7 separate regions of the Mus musculus genome follow, and regions 1, 2, 3, 4, 5 and 6 are each linked to region 7. A link is a contact called in public Hi-C, HiChIP or PLAC-seq and promoter capture Hi-C data. All regions are on one chromosome and are shown on one strand. Each heading gives the region's core, a stretch centred on a gene start, on an enhancer-like site or on the middle of the called end of the contact. The rest is flanking DNA. Distances are from core to core; before and after follow the strand shown.

Region 1 (3,722 bases), core at 856-3,355, 780 kb before region 7:
ATCGCTGAAGCCCTACTGGGATGGCAGCCGGGAGGTTCTCAGGGGTGGGGGCTGGGGTGGGGAACTCCAGAAGGAAGTGGTTCAGGGTCCCTAGGCAGGAAAACTCCTCCTCAGCCTGCCTAGTACTGGGAAGGTTATTTACATTCCATGGGGATGACATCATAGGGCGGGCCTTGATGCCCCCAGAAGGCTGGCCCAGAACTCACCAAATAAGGTCTGAAGCCCCTTAGAAAGAGGAAGGGCCTGGCATGAGGAGGTGGGAGGGGGAAGAGGGAGGGGGCTCCAAAGCACGGACAGGCATGAGAGCTAGCCTAGAAAGAGAATCTGGCTTTCTCAAGAAACACCAAACAGAAAACGGTGTCCTGAACCATCCCGGCACTGGGGAGACACCAGTATAAAAGCATCCATGTACAGAACTCAAGAAAGGCAGACCCAGCAAGTCGTAAAACAGCCTGTGCAGTGTGGTGGGACATCACCCAGGGCTGCCAAGGACTCCCTGAGCTCAGTCCCTGGAACTGGCTCGCATGGGAGAGGAGAGCACAGACTCCAGGAAGCTGTGCTGTGACTAAGACACATATGCACACAAAATATAGTAATTACATAAAAGAAGTTCAAGGCCAATCTGGGGGACATGAGAGCCTGCCTTTAAAAAACCAAAATCAAAATCAGCCAAGGCCAGGGTGGTGGTGCAATCCTTTAGCTCCAGCACTTGGGAAGCAGAGGCAGGAGGATCTCTGTGATGAGCAAGTTCCAGACCAGCCAGGAGTACATAGTAAGACTCTGTCTCATGGGGGAAAAGAAGAAACCGAGCTGAGAACAATCCCATAGCAGACAATGCTCCGAGGCACTGTCCCCGGCTCAGGGGCAGCAGCTACAGGTCTCTGTGTCTCTCTCCACAGAGGACACGAGAGAAAAGGAACTCAGGTTCCCTGTCATCTGGGAACCTGAAGTCTGGCGTGGTACCACCAGAAAACTCTGTGGCCACTGCTTCAAGACACTGAGGAGAGGAAGGGCACCCACCTCCCACGCCACTCACCTGCCAAGCTCCTCTCCCATCTCATAATGGTCCTCAACATCCTCTTGCCTGAATGTGGACATGGCGGCTGGCCTTCTGAAGGATTCTGGGGACACAGGAGCTGGAGGGACAGAGGAAACAGGAAATGTTTATCACGGATCCGACTTCTCCCAAGAGGCTTCCCCAGCATATGTGACACACAATGCCCCTGCCCCAGATTTTCTTTGGTCATCTACAGCCTCTACCCACAATTTGGTCATGGTAGAGCAAACCTGACACCCCACACTGGGGAGCGGAGGGCTGCACGGCTACGAGTTCAAGAGCATACTCAAATACTTGGTGAGTTACAAGCCAGCCTGAGTTCCATGAGACCAGCTCAAGTGACTGGAGAGATGGCTGAGACGGTAAGAGTGGGTGCTGTACTTGCACAGTCTCCAAGTTCAGTTTCCAGTGCTCACTAGTATCTCTAACTCCCAGGCCTGATGACCTCTAACGCTCTCTTCAGGAACCTCAGGTACCTGCGGGCACTGTGACACCCCTCTCAGAAACAAGCATAGATATAACTAAAAGAAGCGGAACAACATCTCTCAAGCAGTATATATATATATATATATATATATATATATATATATATGTACAAAACTATAAAACACAATACAGTGTCAGGTGCCCTTTACCCTAGCACTCAAGAGGCTGAGGCTGGAGGATTAAACAGAGTTCCAAGTCAGCGTGGGGTTCTCTACTCGAAACACTTCCATAGCGTCCGGCTCTTGAAATTCCTACCTAGCTTCCTCACCTGTCAATCATGCCCACCAGCACCCCGGAACTCAGGGGTGTCGCCGGAAACCTGACACATGCGCAGCAGTGTTGCTATTCCTAGAGGTCCACCCCTCGAGATTGGAGAAAGCCATGCCCCTCGCGGGTTCCCTCCCCTCGCTCCCGCCCTCGTCGCGTGTCCCTTGGGTCCCAACACAACGTCCCGGACCCGGCCCATTCGTACCGTCCTCAGCCATCGAGTCCCCGCCCGGTGCCAGCGAGGCCCCCGCGAGAACCTCCGGTACAAATCCTGAGACGGCATCTACGCATGCGCTGACAGCGCAGGGGCACACCTCCGCAAAACCCGAAAACCAGCGCTCATTGGACTACGACTTTAACCGGAAATTGAATGCACACGCTCATTGGTTAGCATCTGACCTCTCAGCGGAAGCGGACGTTGACTAGTGACGTCATCACCCAAGGCTAGGCGAGAGTCCAGTGCTCATTGGCCAGCCTGACAGATTCACAGGAAGGCTCGACACCGCCCTTGTGGAGCACATCATTATTGGGCTCCTGGCTGATGATTGGCTAACGCGAGAGGCTGAAAGCCAATAACCTGGAGCCGGGTATGCGCAGACCAAACCCCTGATGTGCAGGTCTATGGAGTGATTCAAGTTTGTGGAATGGACTGAGGCAGTACTGTGAACTCACAATAAAACCCATTCTGTCGCACGGGGTGCAGTGTGTGTGTTATGTGTGAATCACCGCAGGCCACCTAAGGGTAGCCAGATACCCTGAAAACCAGGAAAGCGTGCGCTGTACAAAACAGAGTTGCGAGCACATGTGGATCAACCACTGTAGTTTATTACTCCAATGATTCATTCCCACAGCCGGGCTGCAAGTCTAAGGCAGGCTGCCTGCCTTCCTGGAGGCACTTACCCCACCTCCCCCTCTGGGGGAACTCCACTTGGCCATGGACCCCAAAAACCTCTGAATGCATTTATTTAGACTTTTGGACATCTGCGCGTTTCCCTCTGAAAATGTTAAGAGCCGTGTCCCGCCCACCCCACAGCCTGCCAGTCCAGCCTGCAGAGAGATTCCCGCTATCTTGTAATTCCGAAATAAATAGAATTGGTAGCAAGTGAGTGCTGAGTGATGTCAGGGTGGCCCCAGCAGCCTCTAGAGGAGCACTGTGGGACAGTCTCAAGGTGTCTTCTGATGGGTGGGCACTGTGCAGCATGTGGCAGTATCAGGCTGCCTACAGTTTGTCCAGGAAGTTGTCCAGCGCTGGGATGCCCTCTTTCAGGCCCTTGCGCTTGCGCGTCTCAGCTACCACTTGGCTGGGGCGGCTGCTGTTGTCAAAAGGATCCCCAGGCAGGATCTGCCAGTGGTCAAACACGCACTGGGGGAAGGCCTGGCCGCCGGTGTTGGATCGCAGATCAGCGGTGAAGCCTAGACAGAAGACAGGAGACTCAGGTGACTTCCCTGGGGGGGTGGGGTGGGGGGGGGACATGCTTAGCTGTCTTGCCACCCCTCCCAGGAGGGATTCCTGGGTCCTTTGTTTTGGTTTCTCTGTGTAGTTTGTAGCTCTGTCTTTCCTGGCACCCTTAAGCAAGCTGGCCGTGATGACAGAAATCTGCTTCTGTTCTGCACCCCGCAGCTATATTACACAGGCCTTGCAGGTTATCTGCAAACCCCAGGGACCAGACACTCACCAAAGGACTCATTGACAGGCAGGTATGCCTTGACCACAAACATGGGGGTACCAGCCACCTGGGACTCCTCAAACACATGGCCACGCTTCCTGTTCAGGACACCGTAGATGCCACCCACCACTTGCTCAGGACACTTCGAGGAAAAAGAGAGAACATGGTGAGCAGTGGGCAGAGGCAGGAGGATAGACAGACACCACCTAAGATACACAAGTTACCTGGATCTCCACCAGATAGAT
Region 2 (3,854 bases), core at 252-2,751, 740 kb before region 7:
GAGGAACCTTTCTCCTCCTCCCTGAGCGTCCGGAACTAAAGGGAAGGGGGAAAAATTAAAATATCGAACGGGAGGGGGGGGGCTAAGAACGGTTACACAACAGGAGGGGAGGGGCGGCAGCCGGAAGCCGGGACCGCCACCGGCCCCGGGCGAGGGAGCCGCGGAAGCTCCGCCTCTTCTGCATAAACCCCGCCCCTGCACGCAGGCCCCGCCCAAACGCAGGCTCCACCCCCATGCAGCGCCGCGCCGGACGATTTCTAGTATCCATTGGCCCTCAGGTCTGCCACTCACCGCCCCTCCTCCGCAACGCCCCTCCCTGACCCGCCGCTATCGCGAGGCACTCTGGGATTTGTAGTTTATTCTCCAAGGCCACCTTCCAAAACAACAAGCACTGAAGATAAGCGAAAGAACTACAGAGCCCAGGAGAACCGCGACGACGCGCCCGCCTCCCAGACACTCCACCCCTCACCCCTTCCCTCCGCCTCTCTCGGGCCTTTTTTTTTTTTTTTTTTTTTTTTTTTTTTTTTTTTTGCAAAGCCCCCCTCCCTGTTTTGTCAGCCCCCTCCCCCCCTCCGCCAAGGCGCTCCATCCTGGCCAACTCCAACGTCTGCGCGCAATCCCGGATAGGCCTTCCCCGCCCCCCGCTTGCCCACTACCACTCGGAAAGGGGAGCGGCGCGCCCCGGGCCCTATTGCAAACTTAGCACGCGACGCACCCCTCAGCCCCCACCTTCGCCTTCGGTGAGGCCCGGCTCCCCTCCCCCGCGGGCCGCGCGCCGGGAACCCTGAGGCCGTGCCGCCCGAGTAGGGAGGAGGGATCGGGAGCGGGCTTGTGCCCTTCGCCCCGGAGGGACCCGGGCGGAGCCCCCCCGCCTCCCGACTCCTCTTCGGCTCTGGCCGGGCAATCTTGGTCTCCAGAACCCCTGAGCTACGGAGGCGCCCCAGATCCCCCATCCAGTCCGTTCCGCTCCGTACGGGCTCTCGGGGTGCGCACTGCGCCCCCGGCCGCGTCCCCACCCTGCAAGGAAATTAAAAAGGAAAGAAAGGAAAAAAAAAAGAAAAACAAAACCCACCTCTCCGGGAGAGGAGTCCCCTTCAGCCCGGGCAGCTTACCTCGCGGGGACCCGAGCCCGGAGGACGCGCGATCGGGGCAGCCCGCGGCGCGGACCTCGCTCGGGCGGGCGGCGGCGTCACTGCCCCTACAGTAGCCGTACAGTACGCAAAGCCCCGTATGATGCTCGCGACTCCCTTCCTGGTTTGTCCGAGGGCAAGAGGGGTCCTCCCTCGTCTTAAAGGTGCCGCAGCGCCGGCACCCCCACGCCCAGCCCGCCCCCCCGGCCACCGCGGCCAGAACAGGCTCTGCAGGTCGGCTCTTGCCACGTCCCGCGGGGCTGCGCCGCGAGAGCAGATCGGGCTGCGATTAGGGATTTGGGGGTGCCGGGCGGGCGGGGGGCGCAGCCCCGACCCATCGGCCCCTCCCCTGGCAAGCCCGTGACCTCTCCGCCCCGTGCGCGGCGCCGTGCCAGCCTGCTGGCTTATCTACGGCCCGGAGCACCCCAGGGTGCTGGGGGCGGGCAAGAGGGGCCCCTCGGGTTCAGGGGGTGGGGGCCGCAGATAAACAGCCCCGGCCTGTGCGCGCAGGGCGGGGTTCAGGGGGCGCGGGCTGTGCCCCCGAAGCCCGGGGCGGGGCGGGACCGGGTTGGCAATGGGGGCGGGAGTGCGGTGCGCACCCGGAGGACTGGGTGCCGGGGCGTAAGGGGCCCTCTGGCCCAAGGAGCTGAGATGAAGGCGAGGAAGTGACGGTCCCTTGCCTCACACCTCTCTCCAAGGCCACCAGGGCGCTGCCATGGTACCGCATCTCCCTTCTCTGAGCCTCAGTTTCCCCAAATAATGCAAGGAATCGAAAGGAGAAGAAAAGGTCTGTTGCAAGGTCGGCGAGGTTGCATCGGCGCTCCTGTCATCCTTGGCCTCAGTTTACCCAAGTAGTGCAAAGAACCCAGGAAAGGAAGAAAAAAGATCAGAGTCTGCATTTGAGCTCCAGGTCCCCTAACCCCCACATAAACCTCAGTTTACTCAAACTGCGAGGAACCCAGAGTTTGCAAGTACAGCTAGGTTGCTTTAGAGTGTCGGGTCTCCGTCCACCCCCGCCCCCATCTGCGCCTTAAATTACCAAAGCCATACCAGGGACCCCCCAGGGGAAGACTTGCAGGGCCGCGAAATGTCAGCTGAGCTCGGGGGTCCCGCCCTCACCGGTGCAGCCAGCCAGCAAACCTGCCGCCCCGCGATTACATAAAACAGTCGCCTCCACCCGGCTGTGCCAGGGGCGTAGCGCGGGGAAGGGGTTGGCGAGGGGCGGGGAAGGACGGTTGTTTTCCAGGCCTTGTAATTTTCCCCGCAGCCGGCTGGCTGGCCCGGCTGGTGTGGGGCGTGGACCCGGACCCTCGCAGGGGCGCCGCACAGCTCCGCAGGACAGAGGTGGGAAGTAGGAAAGTGCGAATCCAACCCTGCGTTTTCTGTTTTCTTTCTTTCTTTCTTTCTTTTTTTTTCACCCCCTTGTCCTTTTCTCTCCCACTTCCTCTCTGGTCGTGGGAGAGGTCTGGAGAGGGAGGGGAAGGCAGAGGAGGGGACAGGCGACATCCCGGTTCACCAGGCCTGCTGGGTTCGGGTTCCAGCACGCCACAGCCACCAGACGACCTGACTGTGGATCTGGCTCTGGGGAGGGGGCGGAGCGGGGAGTTAGAACCAGCGCCTGGCCTCAGTTTCCCCTTCAGTTCCCCTTCGTATGGAGACTGGCCATCCTTGCTTTAGCTTTAAGTGTGTCTGTCACAATATGAGATGTCAGCCTCCAAATGCCCGGTCCTTAATTTAGTTATTTTTCATTCATTGTTATTTCTGTTGTTGATAATATTTACAAACTGCCCCAGGTCGAAGGGAGCCCGGTATGTTAGTTTTGTTTTTCTTTTGTTCTTTTACATCAAAGCATCGACCCCCTCCCCGCATTTACCAACACATTTTTATAAACCGAATTAAAAGTACGGTTCAATCGGGCGTGGCAGCACACCCAGCACTCAGGAGGCAGGTGGATCTCTGTGAGTTCGAGGCTAGCCAGACTACACAGCGATTTCTAGGGCCGTTAGAGCTACAGTGACACCCTGTCTCAAATAAAAATAAATAAATGTACCCATCAACACCCAAATACATCTGGCTTTTTGTATAATAACTTGCCTTCAAAGGGGAAACCCTGGAGGTCCCCACAGGGGAAGTGGAAGCCCTGGGCCAGGCAGTGACACTAGCCAAGAAGATGGGGAAGGACTCCGGACAGCCACGTGAGCCCGGCGGGGGCGGGAGGGGGAACCCGGAACTTCAGCCCCAGACCAGAGCCTAGGAGCACTTAAGCACCCGGGTCGCCGCACCCGCCCTGCCCTGCCTGGGCCACGGGAGGCGGGGTCACCTGTTCCATGCCAGAATTCTACGCCCAAGGCTGAGGCTCCTCCCACCTACCTCGGTTTACCCAGGTCAGGGAATAAGTGGTCTGGGGACTTGAGGAGTCGCCTTGAATTCCGTCTTCCAACTCCAGCTGTTACCCCACCCCAGGCTAGACCCTCCTGAGAGACCAGCATCACCTGAGAGAACAGTTTTCTGATGTGTCCGACTGGGAGCAGGGCTTGGAGCACACTCTCCCTACCACCAGAGGAGGGGGCTCAACGGGCTGGGGGCAGCGAGAGACTGGAGGCTAAGGCTGGGCAACCTGCAAGACCTCCCAGAAATCAACTGAAAGAAATATAAATACAACCGGTGAGGCGGCACATGCCTTTAATTATAAGGAAGTAGAAACAGTAAGAATAAACTCTTAAA
Region 3 (3,580 bases), core at 951-3,450, 870 kb before region 7:
ATCTGGGAATGGGCCACCCAGGTCGCTGGGTAGAGCTTCTAGCTGCTGAACCAGCTCCTGCACACTGGATGTGTCCAGCTCCATCTCACTCAGGGTGACAGGGCCTCCAGGCCCTAAGGCCGACTGGGTGTTAGAGGGGTGGTTCTCAGAGGGCACCTCGGGGCCTTTGGGCTCCTCCAAGTCCATGGTTGGGGGCCCTGGGGGATGCTGGGGTCCTGGCAGGAACTCCATGTCTGAGACCCAGGTTCAGGCCGGCATTGTCACCAAGCTGGAAGATGAGGGCTCTGAGTGTGGATCTCGTAGGCAAGCCATGGTCCTACAGGTGACAGATTCCATCCCCATGGGGCCTGCCCAGGAGGAAAGGACCCCATTTTACACAGAAGCCAGCAAAGAACTCAGGTGCCTGCCCCAGATCTCAGGCTCCAGACCTCAGAACTCAAGCAACAGACACTAGAACTGAGGCTGCGGCTATGGAACTCAGGCATTGCCCCTGGGAACTCAAGCACTGCCCCCGGGAACTCAGGCTTCTGTCTCTAGAACTCAGGCTCTGGTCTCAAAAACCCAGGCTCCGGACCCTAGAACTCAGGCTCCAGCCCCAAAACTCAGGCTTTAGGTCGTGGAACTCAGGCTGTTGCCCCAGAATTCAGGCACTGGTCCTGAGAACTCAGCCTCTAGCCCCTAGAACTCAGGCTCTGACCCTTGAAACTCAGGCTCCGTCCCCAGAACTCAGATTTCAGTCTCAGAACTCAGACACTGCCCTTGGGTCACCCACGGGAGCCTGTCCAGTCCCGCACGGCCCGCAGTACCTGTGTCTCCGGCCCGGGCAGGATTGTCCGGACGGTCCGCCCGTCCTTCCAGAAGAGTCAGCAGCTCTCTGGGATCCCAGCTTTGGAACCGGATCATCGGTCACTGCACCATCCAGGACTATTGCGCATACACACTCTCAAACGGCCTGCTGGGAAATGTAGTCCTCGAGTCCGCTCTCTCTCCTTCCGGGGACTCGCCAGTGTTGCAGTATAGATAGTAGAGCTCAGGTTCGAATCCCGAGACTACAAGAACGGAGGCGAGGCTCAAACTGGCTTTTCTTTTCTAAAATCGGGTTCTGCATCACTTCAGAGTGTAACGGCTGAGGTAGGACATGGGCAGAAACCAGGGATGGTAAAGAGAGCCATGACTTGAAAATTTGGAGTGCAAAGGAAAAGTGGGAATGGAAGTTATTGAGGACGGACTTCCACTTTGTATCCCAGTAAGGATCTATAACGGTACAATCTAGACTTGAGTTGACACTGGAATTTGCATCACGGTCCTACATATAGATTAGGGACAATGATAATTCCTAAACTTAACTGTGTGATCTAAAAAGAGTTCACCTGGTTAGGTTTGTTAGCAATGAGTCTAGAAGATTCTAGTACTAGTCTATTTATTCTTGAGAGTCTCATGTAGCCTAGGCTGGCTTCAAACTCCTGATCCTCCTGCCTCAGCTTCCTGTGTGCATCCAGCCTCCATTTCTGCTACGAAGCCCCAATCACCAAACCCCACTTTTTTCTATTAGTGAATAGAACACATACGTATCACTATGTAGAGTAGGCTGGCCAGGAACTCACAGGCATCTACCTACCTCTGCCTCCCAAGTGTGGGGATTAAGCTGGGGTTCATCACTCCCATCATTCTCAGCTACCCATATGTTTAAGCCAAGATCTCATATAGCCAAGGCTGACCTCAAACTTGCTGTGTAGGACAGATCGACCCAAACTCCTGATTCTCTTGCCTCCACCTCCACATCACAACTGACTGTCCTAACTTTTAAGCTTTCAAAAATTCCACAAGGGATATAAGCATGATTTTGCTGTGACATTTAAAGTAAATAAAGATCTAAATACTTGTTGTTGTTGTCGTCATCATCGTCTGAGGCAGGGTTTCTTTGTGTAGCCTTGGTTGTCCTGGAACTCAAGCAGTAGCCAAGGTTAACCTTGAATTCAGAGATCCTCCTACCTGTATCTCCAGAGTACTGGGATTAAAGGTGTGCCATCACCATTTGAACTGGGGGCAAGAATTTAATGAAATATTCTTTGAACGGTCGATAGCTACAGAAGTTAAAATTAGTCGTTAGTCGGGCAAATTTTTTTTTAAAGACTACATTTCCCAGAAGGCCGCGGCGCCTCCAACACCTCCAAAGCCGATCTGGAGGGCTGACGTAACACGGAAGTCTGCACGTGCGAGCGGCCGGCCAGCGTCATGGCGGCCGCCCATCTCCTCCGGGCTTCCCGGGTGTGGGCCCGCTGGCATCCCCGGGCGCTCCCGGTCCTCAGAAGACCTGGAGGATTCTCTATCCGGGAATATGCTAAAAAGCCAGGTGAGTTGGCTCCGAAGGAACCAAAGTGGGTACGGCCGGAGCGCTGCTGGGGAGGTGGGGTTCTGAGGATTGACTGCGCAGGCGCAGCGTTACGGAGGCCAAACGGTGCGTGCTAGCGTAGTGAGGCCTGCGGGTGCGCCGCTAGCCTCTACGCTCAGTGCGCAGGCGCGGCCCTTGTGGGACAGGGCGGGACCAGGCTGGGTGTCACGCTTCAACTTTGAGTAAATCACCAAACATAACCAACATCAACTAAGTTATTGTCATTATTTTAATTTAAAAAGTAATGTGGGTGGGCAGGTTGGTTCATTGTGCAAGGTGCTTGCCTGGAAAGCCTTGAGTTTGATCCCCAGGACCCACATAAGCAGGGAAGGAGATGACCAATCCCACAAGCACTGTGACAGTGTACACACCCGTGATAATCATTATTTAAAATTATTTAAAAATTACGCTTTGAGGCGAACGTGATACCTTTAATCCCAGCAGAGAAGCAGAGTGATCTCTGTGAGTTCCAGGCCTGCCAGGAAGACCCCATCTCAAAAATATTTTTAGTGTTTACTTTTTTGTGTTGTTCCAGGAGAGCTACATCATGACATACCCTGTCTTCAAAAAAAAAAAAAAAAAATGTTGCCAAGTTGGCCTAGAGTTACCGAGCCATCTCTCTCTTCTCAGAATTGGTTTTTTGTTTTTTTTTTTGAGACAGGGTCTTATGACTCCCCAGCCTCAGCTCCAGAATGCTGGGATGCCAGGCATGTGCCACCATGTCAACATCACTGAATGGAAGAGGGGTTGTGTAGTATGGGCTGGGCCTTCAGGGCCCACGGGAGTGGGACAGGTCTGTGCCATAACAAGGGACCCTGTTATGCATGGAGAGAGCTGGGGCTGTTGGTTGTTGGAGGCCACACAAAGGAGGGTTGAAGGAGGGCAGAGCTGGGCAGGCTGAAGTGTCCCGTTCTCTCACTGTGCAGTTGGCAAGGGCGGCAAGGGCGGCGTGGCCGCTGAGGCCCTGAAGGACCCCGAGGTGTGCACAGACCCCACTCAGCTCACCACACATGCCATGGGGGTCAACATCTACAAGGAAGGCCAGGATGTGGCCCTGAAGGCAGACTCCGAGTACCCCACATGGTGAGTGTACCACACTGCATAGGAATCCTGACACCCAGCCTTCAGGAACATGGGGCTCCAGGATAGCCCCCTGAGGCCTGCTGTGCTCGTCTACCCTTGTCATGG
Region 4 (4,018 bases), core at 601-3,100, 790 kb after region 7:
TTCATTTCCTCTCTTTCTTTTCTTTCTTTCTTTCTTTCTTTCTTTCTTTCTTTCTTTCTTTCTTTCTTTCTTTCTTTCTTTCTCTCTCTCTCTCTCTCTCTCTCTCTCTCTCTCTCTCTCTCTCTCTCTTCCTTCCTTCCTTCCTTCCTTCCTTCCTTCCTTCCTTCCTTCCTTTCTCTCTCTCTCTCTCTTTCTTTCTTTTTTTTGAGACAGGGTTTTCTCTGTGTAGCCCTGGCTGTCCTGGAACTCACTCTGTAGACCAGGCTGGCCTCGAACTCAGAAATCTGCCTGCCTCTGCCTCCCAAGTGCTGGGATTAAAGGTGTGCGCCACCACTGCCAGAGGGCCTTCATTTCTAAGCTTCCAGGTACATCAGTGCAGGAGCCAGCAGTTGTGCTCAGGTATGGGAGCCAGCCTTTGGGGTCCTTTGCTGCTTGAGTTATGGGAGCCAGGCTCTGGGGTGAGTCAGGACACCCTTGGCTAAGATGCTTGCTCACCTATAGAGGCTCAGAGGTTGGGAGACTTACCTGCCATCACACAGAGGGAAGTATGGTCAGCCACAGGATTGAAGCGCCAGTAGAGCAAGCCCAAGGCACCTGGTTCCTGGGGGCTGTGATCCTGTAGCTAACCTTAGGTTGAGCCTGGCCTTACCCTGCTAGGTCTCTTTTGCCATGGCTGATGGATGGCAGTTTCTTCCATTGCCCTCTAGATTTCCTGTTACAAGATTTTTGTTTGTTTTGTTTTTGTTTGGTTTGAGACAGTCTCACTATGTAACCTTGGCTGTCCTGGAACTTGCTATGTAGACCTGGCTAGACTCACATAGAGATCTGCCTGCCTCTGCTCCCCTCCCCCTCCAAATGCTGGAATTAAAGGTGTGTGTCACCACTCCAGGACTGTTATAGCTTTGTCATGGAGAGCCACACACCTATATTGTCATTCGCCGGTGTGTTGTTCCATGGCTACCTGTTTCATTGGTCACTAGGATAGCCATCAGACTGTTCCCAGCATCTGGGTCATTTGGCCATAGATGGGTACCAGATAAATGTAGGCCCATGGAAGGTGTATTACACCAAGTACCTGATGCTGAGCTGTGGAAACCCAGCCAACAGTGACCAGGCCTTTCTCTGGGTGGGTTGTTCTCCTAGAGTGAAATTGTCACCTCATCTACAAACGCTGAGGATGACTGACTCCCTGCTGGGTGGCCATGGGAACCAGAGATGGAGAAGGTCATGTAGAGGCTGATTGGGACTCAGTTCCCAATTCCAATCATTAGAGTTATTATTATTGGTTGAAGACCAGCTGGCTAGTGAAGGGATCTGTTGTGTTCCCCAGAGCTGAGAGGAGAGGCTGGGACTAGAAGTGGTACAGCTAGACTCAGCTGGATTCAGTGACACAAGCCCCGCCCCTCAGCTCCCCTTCCAGACTCTATGTATTCCATTCAGTCTAGCATCAGGAGGCTTAGATCAGTAGTCTGGGTCTTGCCCAGGACCACAGGCTATACAAGTTGGTATCACCCCTCACCCCTCACAGAACTCTTTCTCTGTACCAGGAGGCAATGCCCCATCCACCCTGTACCAGGCAGGTGGTTCAGTGCTACCAACCCTGCCCCTGGCTGGAACAATGTAGTCCAGACACTCCTGCCAGCTCCGCCCCTTCTTCAGGCTCCACCCTATTTACCAGTAGCTCCGCCTCCCCCCTCCTCAGCTTGAACCAGGAGACTGTCTCCTAGGCCCAGCTCCGCATGCAGACCCGCCCTATTTATATTAGGAGCCCTGCCCCCGATTCCCCGCCAGTTCGGGAGGCCCCGCCCCTCGCGGATTGCGAGGACGCGGGCGCGCGGCCGCAATCGGAGGAATACGGCTTGGTGGGCGGTTTCCCGCGCCGAGAGGAGAGCTGGCCACTGCGCTACCGCCTCGCTCGCAGCTGCGCCGGGCTGTAGCCTAGCTCCGCGTTCCGGAGTCGCCGCAGCCCGTGGGGCAGGTGAGCCCAGCGCGCTCCGCGCTACCCATACCCGGCGCACAGGGAGTCGGGGGCGCGGTCAGTTCGCTGCACCGGGCCCAGGGCTGTCGCCGCCTCCCCCAACGCACAGCGCAGCAGCTGAGTGAAGCCACAGGTGGGTGGCAGCTGGGGGCGGGGCCGGGATGCTCAGGCCTGTGGTTCCCTGGGGGGACCCCGATCCCCTGAGGTGGTGGTGGGTGGGTGCGCAGGATACAGGCCGGGCCCAGCTCGCGTGGGAGACTGACCCTGCTCAGGGCGCCCCAAGTGCTCAGCGTGATCCTACACTACGCTGGCTTCAACCCTAACAGGTGGTGACCCCTGAACCAGGTGTCAAGCCCATGGGGCCCTGGCGGATGACTCCCATGTACAGTACCACCCCCTGACATCCCTGACAGTCAGTTGACAGCTGGGCATAAATGCCAACTTCTTGATAACCCTAAGGTGACCCCTTAACACAAGTCCGACCCTTTGACAGCCCTGACAGGTGACATTTGAGCACAAGTGTCACTTCTGACTCCTATTTCTTTCCTCAGACTCCTGGTCTCTTGCCTGTCGCCCTCATGAGAAAAACCAACATGTGGTTCTTGGAACGACTTCGGGGGTCTGGGGAGAACGGAGCCAGCCGCGGTGAGGCTGGGGACAAGTCTTCCAAGGGTCCCTTGTATAGCAACGTGCTGACTCCGGACAAGATCCCCGACTTCTTCATCCCGCCCAAGCTGCCCTCTGGCCCCACAGAGGCTGAGGGACAGGCGGACCTGGGCCCCTCCACCTCAGAGCAAAACCTGGCTTCACCTGGGCCCCGTCGAGCACCTCGCAGTCCCCGGCTGCCGGCCAAGTTGGCCTCAGAGAGCAGGAGCCTGCTGAAGGCAGCCACACGACATGTGATTCAGATAGAGAGTGCGGAGGACTGGACAGCCGAGGAAGCCACCAACGCTGACCCCCAGGCGCAGGGTGCCATGTCATTGCCCTCTGTGCCCAAGGCTCAGACATCCTATGGCTTTGCCACACTGGCCGAGAGCCCCCACACCAGGCGCAAGGAGTCCCTTTTCCACAGTGAGCACGGGGCCCTGGCCCAGGTCGGATCCCCTGGTGCTGGCCGCCGGCGAGCAGGGGCCAAGGGCAATGGAGGTGATGGGGGATCCCGGGAGGTTGGGGGGGCCCTGATGAGCCCTAGCCGCTACTTCAGTGGCGGGGAAAGTGACACAGGGTCCTCTGCTGAGTCGTCCCCCTTCGGGTCCCCTCTGCTGTCTCGCTCTGTATCGCTGCTCAAGGGCTTCGCCCAGGACAGCCAGGCCAAAGTGAGCCAGCTGAAACAGTCGGTAGGTCGCCATGGCTCCCTGTCTGCGGATGATAGCACACCAGACACCAGCCCAGGTGTCCGTCGCCGCTTGTCCCGCAGGGCTACCCCGGAGCCAGGCCCGGAGTCTGGCCAGGCACCACGTGGAGAGCACACAGTGAAGATGGGCACCAGGGGCAGCGTGAGGCTGCTGGCCGAGTACGAGGCTGCTCAGGCCCGCCTGCGTGTGCGCCTGCTGGCGGCCGAGGGCCTGTATGACCGGCCCTGTGATGCCCGGAGCATCAATTGCTGCGTGGGGCTGTGCCTGGTGCCCGGGAAGCTGCAGAAGCAGCGGAGCACCATCATCAAAAACAGCCGCCACCCCATCTTCAACGAGGACTTCTTCTTTGATGGCCTGGGGCCAGCCAGTGTGCGTAAGCTGGCCCTCAGGATCAAGGTGGTCAATAAGGGTAGCAGCCTCAAGCGGGACACACTCCTGGGGGAGGAGGAATTGCCACTGACCTCCCTGTTGCCCTTTCTGTGAGGTCATTGGTTCCTCCCTTCTATACTTAGCTCAGCTGAGCCGGGTGAGGGTGGGCGGGGCCTCTTGCCCCGCTTTCCCTGGGTCTCTTAGTGGAGTGCGCTTAGGAGATGGGCTGCTGGGGCAAATATTGCTGACTGGAACCCCTTCCCCCTCCACCTTGGCCCATCCACATAGAGTTGTGGGGTTCGTAGCAGTCCCAGGA
Region 5 (3,841 bases), core at 155-2,654, 980 kb before region 7:
GCAGGGGCTGCTTGGGGTCCACCAAGGTCTTCCCTATGGCCTCTATCTCTTGCTCCGTTACCATGGCAACGGCCTCCCCAGCACGTGATCTGCAAGGCCGGATTCTAGGCAGTAGAAACCTACGGTAGAAAAAGGAGAAGGGGAAATCTCAAGCTAGGGCACACACCTGCATATCTGCCATTCCAGCCCCGGGATGCTGAGGCAGGAGGACCCCTGAGCTCCAGGCCACAGAACTTTCTCCACATCCATCCAAGTGCTGGGATTAAAGGCATGCGCCACCACCACCTGGCCAGACTTTTTCAGGATAGCTTAGATGAGGGATCTAGAAACTGTCAGTTGCAAAATGGATCTCACCCCTGCCTCCCACACCACCTTACTGGAGGTTCTCATGTAGCCCTGTGGGATACACTTTATCCGTCCCCTCCTCCCTCCGGACTTCTCCCTGCTCCTGCCTTTGCACAACTTGTACCCTCTGCATGGCCCCATAGATGCAGGACAACACTCCCACACAGGTGTTTTCTTTCACGGATGAATTAACACGGAAACAGACATCGTCCAGTATAAGAGGACCGGCCCCTGTCAGCCATTAGACATACAGCAGATGCATACATAACAAACTGGACTAGCAGGCTGTGGCAAGCTGGAAGGCCTTCTGGGCTCTGATGTCACCCAGCGTCCCCGAGTTTAATGAGGCAGGTATGGCTGCCTCACCAGTGATGCCCATCAGCCTACAGTCACACCTTGAAAATGGAATTCATCAACACACATGAAGCAGGTCTACGGGAGCTGGCAGCAGCTGTGTGGCAGTGAGACCCACATCCCGATTTACCCCGAGCAACAACAGGGGAGACCAAGGATCTCGTGGGTCCAAGAGTGCCCATTCGAGGTATGGGGCCTCCCGCTTAATTCAAAAAGGCTCCAGGCTGGGCAGAGGCTGAAGCAGGAAGATAACCGGTCCCAGGAGATCCTGTTTCCAAATACTTAAGCTGAGAGGTCAAGCGCGGGCCGGCCTGCACGTGAGCCCCGCATAGGCGGCCAACCTGTCAGCTAAGCACGGGGTAGGAGGAGGCCATTCGTAGCCACACAGTGGGTTGGAGGCTAGCCTGGGCTACATGATATCCTGTGTGACGTCAAATACTGAAGGAAAAGGGTCCAATTCCCCGTAGGACCCCCTCAAGGGAAATCCCAGCGCTCCCGGGAGCAGCGAGTACCTCAAAGCGGAAGTCCCCCGAAGGGGGGGCACTTCTGGCACTGCTCACCGTGTTTTCGTCTACAGGGACTCGTCAATAAGCTCCGTATACTCGGGACAGATGGAGAGAGTCGCTGCGACAGCTCCAAGAACAGGTCCGCGGACGCATCTCGCGCGACGTCCTCTGGACGCCGCCATCTTGATGGCCACGTGACCATGCTGGGCGGAACCATCGTCGCGACTAGGGGTGACCACACCCGGAACGATGCGGCAGCGACGCCCCAGGACTGTCCTAAGAGCCGGAGAAGCAACTTCCGGTCTTCCTCCGGAAGAAGAGTTTCCGACCGTCTCTCCCATAGAGAAAAGAAAATGGTTTGATCCCATTCACAGCACAACCGGGCCGGCCGTGCATAGCGCATGCGCAGTGTATAGTGGGCGTGGCTATGTTCTACAGGGCGCGGCCAATGGTCTCTGGGACCAAAACAGAGGAAAAGAAATGGGAGATAAAATAGGCGTTACGAGCAATCTCAGCAGTGAGGGCACTTGCAGTCAATTTGAGAATGAGTTCGATTCTGGGGATCAACAGGATATACGGCAGTGACATGACCATAAAGTCGAAGTTTAAATTTTTAAATATGCCGGGCGTTGGTGGCGCACGCCTTTAATCCCAGCACTCAGGAGGCAGAGGCAGGTGGATTTCTGAGTTCGAGGCCAGCCTGGTCTACAGAGTGAGTTCCAGGACAGCCAGGGCTACACAGAGAAACCCTGTCTCGGGGAGAAAAAAAAAAAAAAAGCCGGGCGTGGTGGCGCACACCTTTAATCCCAGCACTCGGGAGGCAGAGGCAGGCGGATTTTTGAGTTCAAGGCCAGCCTGGTCTACAAAGTGAGCTCCAGGACAGCCAGGACTATACAGAGAAACCCTGTCTCGAAAAAACAAAACAAATGTATATATGTGTGTGTGTGTAAATGTCATGAAGTTCATTACTTTTTTGGTTTAAAGATTTATTTATTTATTTTTAAAGATGTACTTATAATATATAAGTACACCGGTTGTGAGTCACCATGTGGTTGCTGGGAATTGAACTCAGAACCTCTGGAAGAGCAGTCGGTACTCTTAACCACTGATCTCTCCAGCCTCCTCATTACTTTTTTTTTTTTTTTTTTTTTTGAGACAGGGTTTCTCTGTATAGCCCTGGCTGTCCTGCAACTCACTTTGTAGACCAGGCTGGCCTCAAACTCAGAAATCCGCCTGCCTCTGCCTCTCGAGTGCTGGGATTAAAGGCCTGTGCCACCACGCCTGGCTTCCTCATTACTTTTTTAATGATTTATGTACATTGGTGTTTTGCCTGGATGTGTGTCTATGTTAGGGCGACAGATCCTCTGGAACTGGAGTCAGAGTTGTGAGTCACCATGTGGGTGCTGAGAACTGAACCTGGGTCCTCCGGAAGAGCAGTCAGTACACTCAACCACCAAGCATGTCTCCAGCCTCCATGAAGTCCGTTATTACATAATTATGTAAATTTAATTTATGGTAATAACAATTTTTAAAGTAAAAATAAAATTAAGACAAAAATACACTATTTTTCAGAATGCTACCAGGAAGCCTGTTATTATATGGGCTTGTATGATGCATGGATATAAATGTGGAAAATGCAAATGTCAGTACATACGCTAAAAATACACAATTTACATGCCAAAAATTCAAAGTAAAATGAATATTAGACTGGGAATGAATGTTTAAAACATTTTATAACTGAGCTTACATCTTTAAATCCCAGCACTCAGAAGGCAGAGGCAGGTGGAGCTCTGTGAGTTTGAGGCCAGATCTACACAGCAAGTTCCATCCAGCGCTACATAGTGAACACCTGCCTTAAAATACAAGAGAAAAATCACGTCTGCTCTGTGATGCGGCTCTTTGCTAAGCAGTCCTCCATGGGCAAGCAACATGGGAGGAAACCCACAATGGAGCTGACACGGTTGGGCCCAGAGTCACTTTTTGATTTCTTGGTTGGATTTCCTCTCTAGATGTTTGTTTTTGTGACCAGCATCTTGCTCTGCAGCCCAGGGCTGGCCTCCAACATGGGACACTGCCTCCTGAGTTCTGGGACCACAGACCACAACTGTTCATGTACATCCTGTGGGCTCTGAAAGTGCCTTCCCCAGGTGAGGTAGCGTGTGTGGAGGCCGGGTGGAGTGAGAGACCAGGTCTCAAAACATAAGAATGATTGAGGAAGACACTTCCATCTGTGCACGTTCATATGCACAGAAAAAAAAACATAAACACATGGCCGCAGATAAGGGACCGCACTGTCACCCTGGCCAGCTTGCCATAGGACACAGCTTTGATGTTTACACGAAGCTTCAGGAAAGGCTGTGGTTGCTGTAACAGATCACAGGATCCGGTGATATCAGGTGTGATCCAGCCCCCATACCAGCCAGTGGGAAGGGATAGGCCCAAGAGTGCAGGAAGCAGATATGAATTCAGAGCTTGGCATGCTGCCAAGGCTGCCCTGGGAGGAGCTGAGAGCAGAAAATGCCACCCAGGACCCAGCATCCATGACTTTCCCTCAGCAGCTATGGTTGGTCAGCCAGCAGTGGCTAGTGTGTGGCCCCATCACTCCTGTCTCTGTCAGTACAAGACTGGGTTTTATT
Region 6 (3,478 bases), core at 60-2,559, 920 kb before region 7:
TTCAATGCTGGCTGCTGCTGGGCACCATCCTAGGTGCTGAGGTACTTGCCTAGAATTCTAGCCTCACCGGCCTGTAAATCACATTGCTCCCCACATGAGCTAGGCTGTCCTTCATAGTAGAGCTACACAAGTCCCAGGGCCATAACAGACAATACAGCAAGAGAAATGAAGGTTAAAAGTGAGGGAGTAGTTCTTTTTTATGTAGTTTTTATTTTCTTTTAATTTTTGATTTTTTTCGAGACAGGGCTGGCTTCTCTGTGTAGCCCTGGCTGTCCTGGAACTCAGAGACCCTCCTGTCTCTGCTTTCTGAGTGCTTGTTTTATTTTAAATATGACATCTACAATGCTATCAGGTGGGAACTCCCTCTACAGCCAGGCTGGTTCTTATCTGTCTCCTAAGTGTTGGGGTTACTGGTGTGTACAGTGCCGTCAAGTCCTGCTGAGATGACAGGTAGAAGGGATGAGAAATGACAGACGAGAGGCCCAATAGATGGACTCTCTGACAGCCCAGGAACCACGAAAGAGGAATACCACCAGGTAGTATTTTGAGGACATGAGTTCGAATCCCCAGTACCCACAGTAAAAGATAGATGTGGCTGTTCGGGCTTGTATCTCCAGTGCTGTATGAACGGTGTCCTGATTAGGCTTTGGTCAACTTGTTAGAAGTACTGCCAGTTGAGAAGAAGGGCTGTCAACTGAGCAGAATTAACTATGAGGAAATGCAAAAAACCTTAACTGTGAGGCAATGGCTTGTAATCCCGAGCATTCCAGAGGCTGACGCAGGAGGCCAGCCCGGGACAAGACAATGTCTATGAATGCAGAGGTGGCGAGTGGAGTCATTCGGTCCCCTATGCTCATGGCCCGCGGTCCCCGGAAGTCTCCTTTGCCCCGGCGCAGCCCGGCATCTCGGATACTGCCCCGCCTGTCCCTCGGCTCCCAGGCCCGAGCAGCCCCCAGGACGCTCACCTGCGCCCTCGGCTGCGCCGCTTGCGTTCGCGCCGCCGCTCGTGTTCCCGTCGCCTTCGGCTGCTCCGCCCATGGCTCCGGCTCCGGCTCCGGCTCCGACTCCGACTCCGACTCCGACTCCGACTCCGGCTGCGGCTCCGGCCCCGGCTTCGACTCCGCTGCTTCCGACCCCTGCGACCCACAGACCGTGAGCGCGAGCGAGAGTCCCGACCCATTTGGCGGCCCGCGCCGCGCATGCGCGCGCGTAAACAACCAGGAAGCTTGGCGCCGGGGGCTTTCCTTTGGCGCGGCGCTCTAAGGACTGTCCAAAGTGCGCCTGATCACAGGGAATGACTTACTCCCTCTAACCGGGACTCCAGGGACAACATAACCCGAGATTTCTCCGGAGTTCTCAAGCTGGGAACACATAGTAGATTCCTAACGGGACGCCGTTAGAACTAGCGGATTGACGCTCCATTCATGCAGTGAAGGAGACTGACCTAGGTGGGCCCTCCCTCGCGCCCTAGGTGACCGGCGAGTAGCGTGCTTAGGGAGGCGGAGCTACGAGGCGGTTGTTCCAGGGCGGAAGAGGCGCCTAGTGGGCGGAGCCTGCACTTGCATGGGCAGTGCCCTAGGGGCGGAGCCTAGTAGAGGAGCTTATGGGGAAAGAATAGGGCTGGGTTAGGCGGGGCTTACGGAGATCGACAACTGTAGATCGGGAGACCCGGCCGGGGACCTGCGCTGGGCGTGGCCTGAGAAGGAACGCAAGAATGGCGGTTACGGGAGCCGGGGTGGGCGGGGTCTGGTAAACTAGATTGACAGGCGTAGACCAATGGGCGGAGGAGTGCATATCAGGATTTGAGAGGGTGGAAGAGGGGCTGATTGAGGCAAGATTGACATCTGTAACTACGAACTGTGAATGGGTACGGGCAGGATATGTAGTCGAGAGTGGCCGACTGAGGAGTGGGAGGAAGTAGAGCGGCGGTGGGCGGGACCTTGGGGGCGAGATGGACACATTGGATCTGAGGGCGGGGCCAATGAACCCAGAAACTGCGCTTAGGGGTCTTGCTGGGCTTGGAAAAGGACGTCAAAGGGGCGTGGCTAGAGTGGGCGGAACTTAAACCTGCAGGGCCCGGTGTACTTCTAAAAATTGAAACCCGGAGACCCAAGCGCTCGCGGGAGTCCTCGGTTTCTAGGGTAGCCTTGTAGCAACCGGTTCCGAGCTAATAAAACAACAGGACATGAACAGACAGTCTCTGGCTGACTCCAGGACGAGTCTGAGTACTACTACGCCCGCCAGCTTGCGTACTGCGCTCAACTTGTGGCTAATCTATGGATAGGGAAGTTTAGGCTTGGAGAAAGGAAGTCATCTGCGAATTGGGATTCATCATGTGGGATCCAGGGAGGGTTTAGAGCGGGGGAGACAAAACACGTGGTGCCCACCCTTCGCCTGCTCTCCCATCGCACGCACGCATAAGTCACCGGAGAGGAGCTGTTTCTTATTAGAGATTTATTACAGATCTCAAAAAGAGGGGCTGTGACAGGTGGGGCGGGGACCTGGACTGCATACATTTGCCGGCTGCGCTGGAGGGACAGGCCCCTCTGGTTGGTGCCAAGAGGACACTGTGCTTGGATTGTCAAACACCAGACCACATAGGCTGAGGACGAGGGATCCCAAGTCCTGATGAGTAAGACACACGAGGTTTGTAGTTTACAGAATGGATTCAACAATAAAAACAGGATTGGGGGGAGGATGTGCGATGCGATTTTTAACCACCGGAGAGTGGAGCTAGGGGTGAGAGACAAGGGGCTGCAGACAGTACCGTGCCAAGGGACCCCACGGGGAGGGCATATTGCACTGAGGTTGATGTGGGGCTGGACAGGGGACTTGCTGGGATGGCTTGAGGAGAACAGAAGTGGGCCGGAGAGGGCACCTCTTCAGCCTTGGAGGAGCCCCCAGGCCTTACAGTACAGTTCACACACCGTCCACGGTGGGGCAATAGTGGCCGTTGGAGAGAACAGGATGGGGACACGATGGGGAGTCACAAAGATATTTACAGATTCTCTTTTGAGAGGGTCTCATGTAGCCCAGGCTGGCCTCCAACTGGTTACAGCCAAGGATGACCTTGCATGCCTGCTTTCTGCCTCTACTTCCCAAGTCAGGGACGGCAGCTGTGTGCCACCCCATCTGGTTTCTGCGGTGCTGGGATGGAACTCAGGGCTTACGCAGCTGGGTGAGCTCTGCCCACTGAGTGGTAGGGCCAGCCCTGGGAGTTTTATCTTTTGGTCTCATTTCGCTCTGTAGCCCAGGCTAGCCTGGAATTTGCCACAACCCTCTTGCTTTAACTTTCCAAGTGCTGGGATGACAGGTGTGATATTATACCTGCCTGGTCTGTGCAAGGCCCAACCCAAGTTGCCTTTGCAGCCCCTGAATTAACTCCTGCAGCAGCTTACCAGTGTGTTCACTGTGCATCCCAAAACAGGAAGGGGACTGAGGTCCAGGGACAGACATCTGTCCATCTCTCCTTCGGTTG
Region 7 (4,051 bases), core at 1,096-3,595:
AGAAGGTGAAGTGAGGGCTGCTGGAGCCACTTAGTGAGTGGAGCCTGTGACTTGAGGGTGGACAACCCTGTCTTCATGCTTGGAAGGCTGAGGCAGGGTCAGGAGTGGGGTAGCCTGGGGCACACACAGCTGAGTACAACTCTTGTGATCTATCTGATTAGGGTTTCCACTGCTGTGAAGAGACACCATGACCAAGGCAACTCTTATAAGGACAACATTTAATTGGAGCTGGCTTACAGGTTCAGAGGTTCAGTCCATTATCATCAAGGTCGAATGACAGCATCCAGGCAGTTGTGGTGCCCGAGAAGGAGCTAAGAGTTCTACATCTTGATCAGAAGTCAGCTTGGAGAAGACTGATTTCCAGGCAGCTAGGTGGAGGGTCTCTCAAAGCCCACCCCTCCAGTGACACTCTCCAACAAGGCCACACTTCCTAATAGTGCCACTCCTTGGGCCAACCATATTCAAACCACCACACCATCATACCTGAGCGCAAGCTCTGACCTATTCACACAGTAAGATAAACTCAGGAAAGTTGTCAAGATCAGAAACGGCTAGGGATGGAGCTCCTTTAGGGTGTACAAGGCTCTTGGTCCATCTCCAGCACTTCATAACTGTCACCCCAGCTACATAGCAAGGTTCAGGACATCCTGGGCCACTTAAAACCCCTTATTGGTTTAAGAATAAAAAAGATGGAAGGAGAAAGACAGTTGAGTAACCAGCTTGGCAAACACGCGTGAGAGCCTGAACTTCCTTGCCCGGAGGCTGCATGTCTGAGACCTCCCTTCCTGCCAGCCCAGATAAAGCAGTAAGCTACAAGCTGAGAGACCCAGTCTGGGGAAGTTAGATGGTTCTGGATGGTAAGAGGCACAGATTTTTAAAATTCAAAAATAGAGAATTGAGAACCCCAGTGTCAATTTTCTGCTGCCATTCTCACATGCAAAAATCTGTCAGACACCAAGCCTGGCTTAATCCCAGCACCTGGGAAGCAGGGGGCAGAAGGATCTCGGAGTTCAAGGCCAGGGAAAGCTACAAAGTCAGACTCTGACTCAAAAATACAAAACACTAATCCCAGCCTCCATGTCCCCCTGACCTTCTTCACTGTGATCTGATCTCTCCTCCTGATCTGGGGACCCAAATCCTAGCTCATAAAATACAGTTCCTGAGCTCCAAAAATTGCAGGCAAGACAAAGATCTTTAAATGTGTTGTGATTTCACCTCATGATCCCTTGGCAGCTCTCCTTGTCAGGGAGGGTCCCCTTTCAAAGAGAGGTCTTCCAGGTACTGTATAATGGAAGCCTGGGTGAGAAGGTAGTTGGCCTTCAGGCATGTTCCCTGGGTAAGTCTGGCTGGGCCTGAGTGGCAAAGCAGCCGACAGTACCAAGCAGGAGTAAGTGACCCCCCAGCTCCCTGTCCTCAGGGCTGCGGTAGACAAGGGGCGATAGTGCGAGTGACTCCATTCACTAACTTAGAAACCAGTTTTTGGTTTTGTTCTTCCTTCTGATGCTGGATCTAGTAAACTCCAAGCTGGTCTTGAAGTGCTTGATCCTCCTTCCTCCACTATCCCAGTGCTGAGATGGCAAGCACGTGCCACTATTCCTGGCCTGATTTTAGGGTATTGCTGTGTGGCCCAGGCTGGCCAGGAATGTTCTAAATAGGTTCGTGAGCCATCAAACTCAGGCTGGGGTGCAGCCTAACGGCAGAAAGTCTACCACGTGTAAGGTTCTGCTTTCTATTTTCAGTACTGCTGCAAAGAACAAACTTCTTAAATAGTTCTTGGTGAAGCCGGGAGTGGTGGTGCATTTCTGTCCTCGCAGTAACGCAATAGAGGCTGGGGCTGGAACAGCCGAGAGGCCAGAACGAAACGCAGAGGGAAGCAGGACTGCGTCGAAGGCCCCGAGTTGTACTCGATCTTTTTCACAAAGCCCAGGCGGGTCCCTGACAAACGCACACTGCGCAGGTGCAGCCCAGCGCGACCCCAGGACCAGGACGGCAGCTCGGGCGAAACTGCTCCAGCTTGGTACAGACCAGGTGCAGCACACACTGTGCTTCCGGAGTCTAGAGCGCAAACGCAATGGTTGTCCCACCCCGGCCACGCTGATTGGCTGTCCTTGTCTCAGAGCAGATTTATATGAGAAGTTAAGCACAGAACGAGGTTCTGAGCGCTGATTGGTCTCCATGCCCTGTGGGCGTCTCCCGCAAGGCGGGACGTAGCCAACTGTGCATTTTAAGCCGAGGAGCTGAAGTGATCTGATTGGCTTCACAGCCTTGGGGCGGGTCTTGAAGGCAAGCGAAGGCTGGGTCGGGGCCGCGGCTGCGCAGAGAGTCTGGACGGCAGTCAGACTGGTCCTGCGAGCGCGAAGGGGCGGGGCCGACTCCACGCCTGCGCAGACGAGCCCCACGCGCGGGCGGGTGGGCGGAGCGGCCCCCCTAGCGGGGGCTGTGAAGCGCGGGGAGGGGGCCGAGCGGGTGGCGAAGCCGGCGCGCGCCCGGCTGGGGGCGGAGGGCGGAGGCCCGTGGGACAGAACAGCTGCGGCGAGTGGCGGCGGCGGAGGGAGCCGAATCGGCGACGAGCCCGGGGGTCGCAACTTGCAGAAGCGGCGGCGGCGGCGGCATCGGCCACGGCGGGCGGAAAAGCCGGGGCGCAATGGAGCGGAAGAGGTGGGAGTGCCCGGCGCTCCCGCAGGGCTGGGAAAGGGAAGAAGTGCCCAGGAGGTCGGGGCTGTCGGCCGGCCACAGGGATGTCTTTTACTATAGGTGAATGAGCGCGCCGGCCGCGCAGGGCCCCAACGGGCGCCTCCCAGCGGCCTCTGCGGCGGCCTGGGCGCCCCGACTGCGGGCCGCGGTCTGGGCCGGGCGACGTGCGTCCGAGCGTGCGTCCGAGCGTGCGTCCTACGTGCCAGCTGTGGTCAGTGCGCACGCGCCGGCCATGGCTCGCCTCAGCGCGCATGCGTTGAACCCAGTGCCTTGCCTTTTGCTGATCCGCGCCACCCAGCGCTGCTGTGAGTGCGCGTGCGCCACGCCTGCAGCCAAGGCTTCAGCCTCGTGGCTTTTAGCCCGCCTGTGGCGCGGGCTTTTGTCCTCCAAGGAATCGGGGACCGTGCGCGCCGTGCGAGGGGCGCCCGGGCCTTGGCCAGACGCCGCTGGGAAGCGGGGGTGGGAGGGGGATGGGCTGACCCTTTGACCCTCGCGGGGACTTTATCATGGTTTCGGGAAGCAAGGGAACTGCCCCAGGTGGCCTGATCCCCTCACCTGCATAAATTTGGGTTTGGCTTCTTGTTCAGCAAAATGTCCCCCATTTTTATGGCGTTTCCAAAGCCCTTGCTCTTCTTGAGCGGTGGCCCCAAATGTAACATCACAGTGGCTTCTGACTAATGTGAATGTGGTTTTTGTGTGCAAGACTTTTTTATGAATAAGTCTGCTCTTTAAAAAATATTTTAAATTTTTTATTTATTTAATGCATGAGTGCTCTGCCTGCTTGAAGAGAGAGCATCAGATCACCCAATAGAAGGTTGTGAGCCACCATGTGGTTGCTAGCAATTGAACTCATGACCTCTTAGCCAACTCTCCAGCCTTTTTTTTTTTTTTTTTTTTTTTTTTTTGAGGCAGCGTCTACATAGACCATATTTGCAACCTTTTAATCAGGGCAGTGAAAGCTGTCTATCTGAATAATAGCCAGGCAACCTACACCTGCTGTTCTTCCCCAGTTCTATCCCCAGTGGTGTGAATAGAATCCTGGGCCGCATGCATGCTGCCCTACGGCTGGAGCATCTACCTTTTTAGCCGACTGTAGTTGTCCCTACTCCACTGCACCCGGAATTGGGTGGTGCATTGTGAGTTGAACTGCCTGGCCCTTTGGTCTTAAGGAGTCGTGGGTTTTGGCAGTAAGGTTGGAAGCCAGGGCTAACTTGGGTTCCTTTCAGACTGCAAAGAGGGATGGGGTTGTTGCTTCTAATAGGTCTGCAGTAGGTAGGGTTTTTCCCAGTAGGGCTACATGCAAATGGTGCCCTGTGTGCATGGGACTTCCTCCCCTTCTCCCTTACTTGCAATGGGG

The links. Promoter capture Hi-C pulls out the DNA fragments that hold promoters and counts their contacts. Hi-C and Micro-C count contacts between places; a contact is called where the count stands out from the background. HiChIP or PLAC-seq counts read pairs in DNA pulled down with a chosen protein or histone mark. Capture Hi-C pulls out chosen DNA fragments and counts their contacts.
Region 1: a promoter capture Hi-C map of liver shows a contact between it and region 7, with 4 times the contacts expected there. The contact joins the promoter of Dapk3 here to the promoter of Mbd3 in region 7. A contact is called at or near these places in 5 of 39 promoter capture datasets (embryonic stem cells, liver, neutrophils and 1 more), 3 of 115 datasets of contacts at active chromatin or transcription factors (astrocytes, embryonic stem cells and pancreatic cancer cells) and 2 of 9 other capture datasets (adipose tissue and liver).
Region 2: a contact with region 7 is called in a Hi-C map of B cells, with 12 read pairs. The contact joins the promoter of Zbtb7a here to the promoter of Mbd3 in region 7. A contact is called at or near these places in 3 of 484 Hi-C or Micro-C datasets (B cells, CD4 T cells and embryonic stem cells), 6 of 115 datasets of contacts at active chromatin or transcription factors (astrocytes, bone marrow-derived dendritic cells, bone marrow-derived macrophages and 3 more) and 1 of 9 other capture datasets (liver).
Region 3: a contact with region 7 is called in a promoter capture Hi-C map of liver, with 3 times the contacts expected there. The contact joins the promoter of Mrpl54 here to the promoter of Mbd3 in region 7. A contact is called at or near these places in 1 of 39 promoter capture datasets (liver), 3 of 115 datasets of contacts at active chromatin or transcription factors (bone marrow-derived macrophages, double positive thymocytes and memory CD8 T cells) and 1 of 9 other capture datasets (liver).
Region 4: an H3K27ac HiChIP or PLAC-seq map of microglia shows a contact between it and region 7, with 7 times the contacts expected there. The contact joins the promoter of C2cd4c here to the promoter of Mbd3 in region 7. A contact is called at or near these places in 2 of 115 datasets of contacts at active chromatin or transcription factors (microglia and pancreatic cancer cells).
Region 5: a contact with region 7 is called in a promoter capture Hi-C map of liver, with 3 times the contacts expected there. The contact joins the promoter of Dohh here to the promoter of Mbd3 in region 7. A contact is called at or near these places in 4 of 39 promoter capture datasets (cranial neural crest, erythroid cells, liver and 1 more), 1 of 484 Hi-C or Micro-C datasets (muscle stem cells), 1 of 115 datasets of contacts at active chromatin or transcription factors (embryonic stem cells) and 2 of 9 other capture datasets (adipose tissue and liver).
Region 6: a promoter capture Hi-C map of liver shows a contact between it and region 7, with 4 times the contacts expected there. The contact joins the promoter of Cactin here to the promoter of Mbd3 in region 7. A contact is called at or near these places in 6 of 39 promoter capture datasets (cranial neural crest, erythroid cells, hematopoietic stem and progenitor cells and 2 more), 2 of 484 Hi-C or Micro-C datasets (muscle stem cells and myocytes), 4 of 115 datasets of contacts at active chromatin or transcription factors (astrocytes, double positive thymocytes, memory CD8 T cells and 1 more) and 1 of 9 other capture datasets (liver).

Annotation. Positions count from the first base shown.
Region 1 is chr10:81,181,390-81,185,111 of GRCm38.p6, reverse strand. It overlaps Dapk3 (death-associated protein kinase 3), which reads right to left and starts at 2,105. Exons shown (of 9, transcript NM_001190474.1): 1 at 2,016-2,105; 2 at 1,037-1,136. The coding sequence starts at 2,028. Eef2 (eukaryotic translation elongation factor 2) reads right to left here. Exons shown (of 14, transcript NM_007907.2): 12 at 3,702-3,722; 13 at 3,487-3,619; 14 at 2,603-3,223. The coding sequence ends at 3,030.
Region 2 is chr10:81,133,918-81,137,771 of GRCm38.p6, reverse strand. Zbtb7a (zinc finger and BTB domain containing 7a) reads right to left here and starts at 1,501. Exons shown (of 3, transcript NM_010731.3): 1 at 1,073-1,501.
Region 3 is chr10:81,265,546-81,269,125 of GRCm38.p6, reverse strand. Mrpl54 (mitochondrial ribosomal protein L54) reads left to right here and starts at 2,200. Exons shown (of 3, transcript NM_025317.2): 1 at 2,200-2,353; 2 at 3,319-3,475. The coding sequence starts at 2,236. Apba3 (amyloid beta (A4) precursor protein-binding, family A, member 3) reads right to left here and starts at 954. Exons shown (of 11, transcript NM_018758.2): 1 at 807-954; 2 at 1-347. The coding sequence starts at 231.
Region 4 is chr10:79,611,850-79,615,867 of GRCm38.p6, reverse strand. It overlaps C2cd4c (C2 calcium-dependent domain containing 4C), which reads left to right and starts at 1,850. Exons shown (of 2, transcript NM_198614.3): 1 at 1,850-2,111; 2 at 2,530-4,018. The coding sequence starts at 2,557. The coding sequence ends at 3,816.
Region 5 is chr10:81,381,997-81,385,837 of GRCm38.p6, reverse strand. It overlaps Dohh (deoxyhypusine hydroxylase/monooxygenase), which reads right to left and starts at 1,404. Exons shown (of 5, transcript NM_133964.3): 1 at 1,260-1,404; 2 at 1-119. The coding sequence starts at 64. Gm48551 (predicted gene, 48551) reads right to left here and starts at 1,404. Exons shown (of 6, transcript NR_168929.1): 1 at 1,260-1,404; 2 at 1-119.
Region 6 is chr10:81,318,934-81,322,411 of GRCm38.p6, reverse strand. Cactin (cactin, spliceosome C complex subunit) reads right to left here and starts at 1,309. Exons shown (of 9, transcript NM_027381.2): 1 at 966-1,309. The coding sequence starts at 1,201. Pip5k1c (phosphatidylinositol-4-phosphate 5-kinase, type 1 gamma) reads right to left here. Exons shown (of 18, transcript NM_008844.3): 18 at 2,438-3,478.
Region 7 is chr10:80,397,825-80,401,875 of GRCm38.p6, reverse strand. Mbd3 (methyl-CpG binding domain protein 3) reads left to right here and starts at 2,345. Exons shown (of 7, transcript NM_001306143.1): 1 at 2,345-2,658. The coding sequence starts at 2,645.